Linked DNA regions of Sus scrofa: regions 1 and 2 are each linked to region 3. Evidence: chromatin contacts called from public Hi-C and HiChIP or PLAC-seq data. All regions are on one chromosome and are shown on one strand. Each heading gives the region's core, a stretch centred on a gene start, on an enhancer-like site or on the middle of the called end of the contact. The rest is flanking DNA. Distances are from core to core; before and after follow the strand shown. Region 1 holds the start of SNF8 (vacuolar-sorting protein SNF8). Region 2 holds the start of CALCOCO2 (calcium-binding and coiled-coil domain-containing protein 2). Region 3 holds the start of ATP5G1 (ATP synthase, H+ transporting, mitochondrial Fo complex subunit C1 (subunit 9)).

Evidence for each region. Hi-C and Micro-C count contacts between places; a contact is called where the count stands out from the background. HiChIP or PLAC-seq counts read pairs in DNA pulled down with a chosen protein or histone mark.
Region 1: a Hi-C map of liver shows a contact between it and region 3, with 6 times the contacts expected there. The contact joins the promoter of SNF8 here to the promoter of ATP5G1 in region 3. A contact is called at or near these places in 1 of 5 promoter capture datasets (liver), 5 of 47 Hi-C or Micro-C datasets (blood, heart right ventricle, liver and 1 more) and 2 of 2 datasets of contacts at active chromatin or transcription factors (alveolar macrophages and skeletal muscle).
Region 2: an H3K27ac HiChIP or PLAC-seq map of alveolar macrophages shows a contact between it and region 3. The contact joins the promoter of CALCOCO2 here to the promoter of ATP5G1 in region 3. A contact is called at or near these places in 3 of 47 Hi-C or Micro-C datasets (liver and skeletal muscle) and 2 of 2 datasets of contacts at active chromatin or transcription factors (alveolar macrophages and skeletal muscle).

What each region holds. Positions count from the first base shown.
Region 1 is chr12:25,151,449-25,154,204 of Sscrofa11.1, reverse strand. It overlaps SNF8 (vacuolar-sorting protein SNF8), which reads left to right and starts at 1,358. Exons shown (of 8, transcript XM_003358083.4): 1 at 1,358-1,513; 2 at 1,876-1,926. The coding sequence starts at 1,460.
Region 2 is chr12:25,048,753-25,051,452 of Sscrofa11.1, reverse strand. It overlaps CALCOCO2 (calcium-binding and coiled-coil domain-containing protein 2), which reads right to left and starts at 1,445. Exons shown (of 13, transcript XM_003131552.4): 1 at 1,324-1,445.
Region 3 is chr12:25,109,505-25,112,204 of Sscrofa11.1, reverse strand. ATP5G1 (ATP synthase, H+ transporting, mitochondrial Fo complex subunit C1 (subunit 9)) reads right to left here and starts at 1,388. Exons shown (of 5, transcript NM_001025218.2): 1 at 1,302-1,388; 2 at 750-797. The coding sequence starts at 788.

The sequences.
Region 1 (2,756 bases), core at 109-2,608, 42 kb before region 3:
CTGCCACAAGATAACAATGCTAAATATCTTTAGAAAGATAAACAATTATTTCTCTTTCTCATAAACATCCAGATGCAGGCAGCCCAGGGCTGGTGTGACAGCTTGCTCCATGAAATCCTCAGGGACCCATATTCATTGGGCTCATTGCTCCAACATCCGTCAAGGGCCCAAGTGACAATTAAGTATCCTGCCACCAATCTCTGCTTCCAGCCTTTTTTTTGTCCTTTTTCTTGAAACTTCTCTGGTAACTTTATTCACATTCATGATTTCACCTTGATCTGTAGCCCAGCCCAGTTCTCTGTGAATGTCATACCAGTACATTGAATGACAATTCTTTCCTGTGATGTCCCACAAACCTCAATTTCAACATTTTTGAAACCACTCTTAATTATTTCCCTGACTTCATCCTGTGGTCTCTTCCCACCCTCTTTCTGAACCGCACCACTGTGTTGCCCAAGCCAGGAAATTGATCATCCTGCTAACTTTTCCCATCAGCTCTGCTCTTGTTTTACCAATTTCACCATTCTACCTTCTTAACACGTCTTGAATTTGTCCCATTCTCTCTAGCCTTACACTATCTTAGTTCTGGTCCTCATCATTTCTACATTGGATTGCTACAACTGACTTAAAATGAAGCCTAGATTGCCATTAATTCTTCTATAACGAAAACTTGGTATTATTACCCCCTGGTTTAAGAAACCTCCATTAGATCCTTTTTTGTTGTTGTTGGACTCAACAATGCTATGGAAGTCACTTATGGAGCTTCCTAAACACACAGATGACTGATTCATCTCTAGATCTGATGAAACAAACATAGCTGAAATTCATTTATGTACCAGGCATTGCACTAAATGCTTTGTTTTATATTTTTTGGCTTAATTCTCACAATTTTGAATAGGTATGACTCTTTCGCAATCTGGAAAATGGAATACAAGAGATCAAAGAATATGCCTGAAATGACTGCACTGTATGTAGGGAAAGAGACCTACGGAACGAGGTAATCTAACTCAATATAGAGTTTTTAACTGTAACGCCTTCCCCAGTCACAAGCTCTAAGTGTGATTCAGGGTGGGCTCCAATGGCATAGAACAGATTGTTTTATGCTCATTTTGGAACCCTCGGTGCCCAACTCAGGGCGTGGCACACAGCAGACTGCCAGCAGACGGAGGGTGGCAGTAGAGGACAGTCGCAGGAAGTCGAGAGGGTCCGAAAAGTGCACGTAGGTGGGGAGCACCCGGCCACAAGGAGTTTTCCGTATCCCTGCGGGAGCGAGGGGCGGGGCTGTTGGGCCCCTGACTGTGAGACAGGTCGACCCCCGCGACCGGAAGTTCGGGCGTAGCTTCCGGCGCGCGGAGATGACGCACGACCCGCGCTTCCGCGTCGGGGGAGCCGGCGGCGGATCCCGGGACGCGGAGACCCGGGGTCCCGGCAGCTGGGTGGCCTGCGGGCCACGGCGGGGATGCACCGCCGCGGGGTGGGCGCTGGCGCCATCGCCAAGAAGAAGCTTGCCGAGGTGAGTGGAAGGAGGCGGGCCCGCAGCCACACCTGACCCGCGGGAGACAGAAGTCTCTCCAAGCAGAGCTCTATACCCTCAAATCGCCTCCCAGTAGCATCTGACGTGGGCTTCTCTGGTCCTGGAGAACTGAGTTTCTCTAGCTTCCGGTGGCTTGGAACGTCAGCATCCCCAGATCCATCAGCCCTTTCCCTCACTTCGCGCAATTTGGCTCCAGACGTGTCTGTTCTACTTCCTGACTCCCTCTCCCTAGGAAAACCCATTTGCGAGACGCTCCTCTTTTCATACCTTTGCGGAGACAGTACAAGTGGGAGCCTTCAGCACCCACTTTCTGAACTCATGCTTGTTTCTTTGTCTGACAGGCCAAGTATAAGGAGCGAGGGACTGTCTTGGCTGAGGACCAACTGGCCCAGGTGAGTGGGTTGGAGGGTCCAGACAGCGAGGGAGACCCCACAGGCTGGGCAAAACACTTTAAAATTTTTAAAAAAATTTTTTAACTCAATGAATTTTATTACATTTATAGTTATACGATGATCATCACAACCCAGTTTTATAGCATTTCCATCCCTTTTTGATATAAACCGGATTGTTTGGATCTAACTAAAAATAGGGTATTTGGAGTTCCCTGGTGGTTTAGCGGTTAAGCGGTTATTACTGCTGTGGCTTGGGTGGTTCAGGTTTGATCCCTGGCCTGGGAACTTCCAAATACCACTGGGTTCGGCCAAAAAATAAATGATGGTAATAATAAAAAAATAAAAATAGGGTATTAGGTAAATCCCAGTCTCTAGGCTGCTCAGATCTTGCTAATAACAGTGAGAGCCAACATCTTTGAGTGATTACCTGCTCGTAGCATCCCAGGCACTTGTCCGTTTTCTTTAAATGTCCTATCTTTCTCCTGACAATTCTGTCAGGAAGGAATTCTCTTTTTCAGTTTAGAATTGAGGGCACCGAAGTGTTAGGTGCTATATCCAAGGTTACATGAGTAGTAAGTTGGGGAGTGGGGAGTCGAGTTAGGTCTTTTGAGTTTTTCCCTCCCCTGCCTCCTTTTTGGCCACCCTTTGTCATGTGGAAGTTCCTGGGCCAGGGATCAAATCTGAGACTCACCTGGGACCCACGCTGCAGCTGTGGCCATAGCTTAAACCACTGTGCCAGGCATGGCACGGTGTGGTGATCCTTAACCCACTGTGCCAGGCAGGGGATCAAACCTGTGCCCTTGCAGAGGCCCAGGCCACTATAGAGACAA
Region 2 (2,700 bases), core at 196-2,695, 61 kb after region 3:
AATCCTCGAAGTGACATGGGTAGTGACAGTGCTTGAAGTGTAGTGGAAAGGGGATTAAGCTAGGAGCCAGGGGACCTGGGTTCCTGTCTTAGTTCTGCTACTGACTAGCTCTGAGATCCTGGCCAAGTCACACTACCTCCTTTTAGGCCTCATCAGCAAAATGCGTGGATCAGGCTAGAAAAGCTCTAAGAAGCTTTCCAGCTACATATAATGATGATTCCAAGGAAGTGAAAGAGCTTGTCTTTTCATCTAAGAAAATGGGGAAGCATGGTAGTACATTTATAAAAAGCACAGTAGAAAATTTTAACTATTGGTACTATTTGAATCCAAAGACAAGACGACTTGTTAGTGCTACATAACCCCCGCTGACTACCTCTCTCAGGGTCCTTTGTGCTCCACAGCCATCATGTCTGCAAAGAGGTAGTTTCAGGTAGAGGCCCTCTGAAACTACCTGTGAAAGTGTGTCATTGGATACTCCTTAATCATGTGTTCTACATAATCTACAAAGACCTACTGTATTAAGTCTTTTGTTTTTAGCAGTTTTCGCAATAGTGGGGATGTTATAATACGTAGCATTTGTACTATTCTACTCAGCTCCAACCATGGCCACTTGTTGGCTTACACCAACCAGGAGCAAAGAATCCAAGTGATGGAAAAAAGTTAATATGCCCTGGATTTAATATGAAATCATAATGAGGCCCCAAATTAAACTGGGGGGGACGGTGGCGGCGGGGAGGAAGTATGGGAAAAAACTCCATGGTAAAGAAGCAAGTCATCGCACGCCAGCTGCTCTTTCTTCTCGGCTGTCTAGAACGTCTCCTCCAATTACAGATGGCCTCAACTGAAGGAAAGGGGGACTTCAGGGATCAGGACAGCGAAAATGAGGTCTCAAGAGAAAGTAAATTGCCTCGAGTGACCGGGCAGGATCCCGCCTCGGCGACGAAGCAGAAGGCGATGACGTCAAGCATGCGGTTAACGAACCAGCACAAGCTCGGCTAGCGAGAGAGGTCATGACGTCAAGACCCTCGCTCCGGTCCGAAGGTTCCTTCGGTCTCATGAGCCGCCCACCCCGCCCCGGACCCTGAAACCTTGCCCTCCTTGGGAGATAAACTGCCTTCAACCCTCCAAGGCGACGGAGGGGCTCCAAGGACTCCATGACGCCACTCCCACTTACAGTCACCCTAGAAAGATGGAAGGAGGTGAAAACCGAAACCGGCAGCACCTCTACCCGCCCAGGGCCTTTTCTCAGGGCTGGAAGTGTAAAGTCGGAGAACGCGAGGCCCCAACCGTCCCTGATTGCCCTCTTTCACTCCAGGGACTCACCGGGGGAAGCAACCAGCCGCGGCGCAACAGCAACAGGGCGGGGAAGGGGACAGGGGCGGGGCTAAAAGCCGAGAGGAGCTGTCCCGTCTGACCACGCCCACTACGTCATAACGGTCAGGAAGCTCCGCCCCCACCGCGGTGCTTTTGGGGACTTGTAGTGCTCCGTTGGCAGGGCCCCCGGGCTGCTCCACTGTTCTTAACGTTTTCCCCAGTCCAGAGCAGCGATCGCATTGCAGGGAGCCCCTTTCTGCCCCTAGAACGAGCTGTTGACTTACCTCTTTTTTTTTTTTTTTAACTTTTATTTCTTTCAGTCCTGAACAAGAAAGCTACAAACGTTTGAAGGACCTTTGGGAGGTCATCTTCATTTTTCTCCCGTTTCCACGTAAAACTTCATCAAGAATCTTACAGATGAGAATCCCTTTGGCATTTAATTATGCCTCCCACTTGCCCCCAAGGAGACCCAATAGTTCCCCTGGGTGCCCAGGTTCGTGTTTCATCATTATACCTGTAAAAAGAAGTTATTCTTTAGTGTTCACTCTTCCTCATTGGAGTAAGAAGAAACTCAGCAAGAATCCTGCTAAGTCAGTTTAGAGGAAATTCCCCACTCTTGATAGCTCATCAAACCCTGGCCTGCCTTCAGCACTGCAATTCTGTAAGTCGGTTTAGCAACAATCCGCCATCCTTGAGGTCGCTTCTTAGTGATTTTCCATCCACTTATCCTTATTTGGAGTTGAGTGCAGTCTCTCTCCCCTAATGTAATGTCCCTATTGCAGTAATCCTGAATAAAGTCTCTTACTGTATTATTGTCAGAATAATTATTTCTTGACACTGCACATGCTGTCTATGGAAGGTTAAATTCAGAAGTGCCCCTTCTCCAAGGAGCAGCAACTGTTAATCAGGAAGGAAACTCTTCCAAGCCATCTAACCAGCGAACTTATGCCCTAAAGCCACTTGAGGTTTCAGGCAGGAGGAGGAGCATTCCTAATTCTGCCTTCTTCTTTTTTTTTTTTTTTTTTTTTGTCTTTTTGTTGTTGTTGTTGTTGTTGTTGCTATTTCTTGGGCCGCTCCCGCGGCATATGGAGGTTCCCAGGCTAGGGGTGGAATCGGAGCTGTAGCCACCAGCCTACGCCAGAGCCACAGCAACGCGGGATCCGAGCCGCGTCTGCAACCTACACCACAGCTCACGGCAACGCCGGATCGTTAACCCACTGAGCAAGGGCAGGGACCGAACCCGCAACCTCATGGTTCCTAGTTGGATTCGTTAACCACTGCGCCACGAAGGGAACTCCTAATTCTGCCTTCTCACAAGACTGGTGACACCCAACTGAAAGGATGCTGGGAATTCGGGAGTAAACCTGGGTGGGAGTGGGGTTTCTG
Region 3 (2,700 bases), core at 139-2,638:
GAGACCAGGGTGTCATCAGCAGTGGCAACCTTCCCATTTACCTTCCCAGGTAAGGAGGTTCACTTCTGTGGGCACAGCACTTAATCAGTATCTCAGAAGGGACCAAAAAAACCCAAAAACAAACACACGCAAAACACCGCACACTAGTATCAAACCAAGTACAGGAAGGGTTTGTACCCAGATCACCAAATGAATCAAAAGAGGAAAATCTTACTTTGCTAAAAATGCAATCACGGTTACACACCCTGAATGGAGTGGGCCAGTGAGCCTGGTAAGGCTCCTGAAACAGTCACCTAAGCAAAGACTCCTGCAACAGTTTTCTTAAAAATTTCAACAAATACAACGTAGCCGTTCTCAAACATGGCTTAACATTCACATCATCTCGGGAGTTCCAAAAAACAGAACAAAACAAATGTATAGATTCCACCCCACGGGGGGTAGTCTGGGCGTTAGACTATTTAAAAGCTACCCCATTCCAATGTACAGCCAAAGCTGAGAATCACTGCTTCAGTGGGCTGTCTAGCTATAAGTCAGACAAGGAGTAAAAAGGTCAGATCCAGATTCTGACCACATTCCAAAGCCAAGACAATTTGGTTTACAGGCCCAAATAATCAAAGGTTAACTGCATCACATCCTACAGCTTCCCTAAAGGGGCAACAACAGCAGGATGCCAAGCTCCTCTCAGTTCATTCATTAAACGCTGATGGCTCTACCTGGCGTTACAGGGCACCCCGGAGCCACAAGCTTACCAGAGCAGGAGAAATGAGTAGCGCCCCGGTGGTTTGCATTTTTTCTGTCTGCAGAGAAAAAAGAAAAAATCCACTGGCACCCTGGTGGTTTGCTTATAGTGGCGACCTTCGGTCGTCCCCTTCACCCCGCCCGTCCTCCCTGGACCACGCTCTTCCTCGAATGGTGCACCAGCTGAGGAGAACATTAGAGGTCAGAAGGACTGGGCGAATTCCCGGTCCACCACTTTCAGCGCGACAGGTCTGCAAAGGAAGGTCATGGAAATCGGAAGTACAGGAAGGAGGCCCGGCCCAGGAGGGAAATGCTATCCCAAGAGGATGGTCTCCGGGGAAGACTGGACGTTAAAGCTGGGCAGATGCCGTTCAGAGTCTGCCTAATTTTACACAGCTGTCCACAGTCCGCTTAAACCAGGGCAGTTACCCATTACGGTTGGTAATTAACATTAATTGTTAAGGCTATAGAGGCTCGTCGCCTTTCCCGGCCCTAGGGGCAAATGCCCCTCCACACAACCCGGCCACAGCCCTGCCAAGTACTGGCTTTCGGCCCCAAGTCACCTGCACTCTCACTGCCCCGCTGCCCCGGCTTGGAACACAGCGCTCGCCCGGCTCAAGGTGACTGACTCACCTCCCGGCTTTAGCTGTAGGACTCAGCACTCAGCGCCCCCACCCACGTGTCCGGGGGTCCCCCTACTCTCATTGGCCGCAATCCTCTCGCACCCTCATTGGCTAACATCTTAGATTCCTCCCTTCTCATTGGTTTCCTGTAGCGCCTTCCTCTCTCTCCACAGGAGCTTCGTGGCAGTTCCCGCCTCCCTGCGGGTAGAGGCGGGGTTTTCCTTCAAGGTCTGGCTTCCGATTGGACGATCTCTGAATTGCGGACCATAGAGTCGAGGGACTCAGGTTCCATTGCCTCCCGCACAAAATGGCGGCCAAGGTGGAAAGCTGCAGAAAAAGGCGTGGGAGAGATGACCGGACGCCTTACGCAGATAGACACATGACCTTGGACCTTAGCCTTCATTCGAGAACGAGGGCCTGGAGGCGCGTTGCATGTTGGGTCTTGTAGTCGCGTCAGAGGTTCCAAGGGCGATTGAGATCCCGCGAGACGTTCCTCCCCAGACTGGGAGAGCCAACGCCTTTGCAGTAATTTTCGCCTAGTGATTTGTGGAAGGCATGTTTCCGCCATGAAACATAAGGGCCAGCTGTCGCCTAGGTTCTTTGCTAACGTTCGAGCTCGCCTTTGTGGGTTTTTGCCAGTGTTGAGCAGTCATGCAGTAGCAACCACTGGGTTGTTGTTCTTAAGTATATTTGTATTGCAAAAGCAATCTGATAGAGATAGGAGGAAAGAGTTGGAACTAAAAAAATGTAAATTGAGGGAAAGAATGTGCAACTAAGCTAGTCAAAGAAACATAACTTTAAATGCAGCATTTCTTACCAAAAGAGTAGAGTTTTTTAAAATTAATGTGAGCCAGGCACTTTTTTGGGGGGAGGCAGGCAGGGGGCTGCAGGCATGCAGAAATTACCAGGCCAGGAATTCAGCCTGAGCCTCAACAGTGACATTGCCACCGCCTAGAACCTTTCTTTTCTTTTCTTTTCCTTTTTTTTTTTTTTTTGGCCACACCTGTTGCATATGGAAGATCTTGGGCAAAGGGTTGAATTGGAACTGCAGCTACAGGCCCACAGCACCCACAAGCAACCCCAGATCTGGGCTGCATCTGCGACCTAGGGTGCAGTTTGTGGCAACCCTGGACCCTCACCAACACTGTGTTGGGGTCTTAATCTGCAGTGCCACAACAGGAACCACCCTAGAACCTTTCTTGAAAGCAATTTGGCAATGTTTGTTGAAAGGCTTTGTTTTTTGTGGTTTTTTTAAAAAAATTAAATTGTATTGAAGTATAGTTGATCTATGATGTTGTATTGATTGTTAAAAGACATCCTCTTTGAGTTCCCGTCGTGG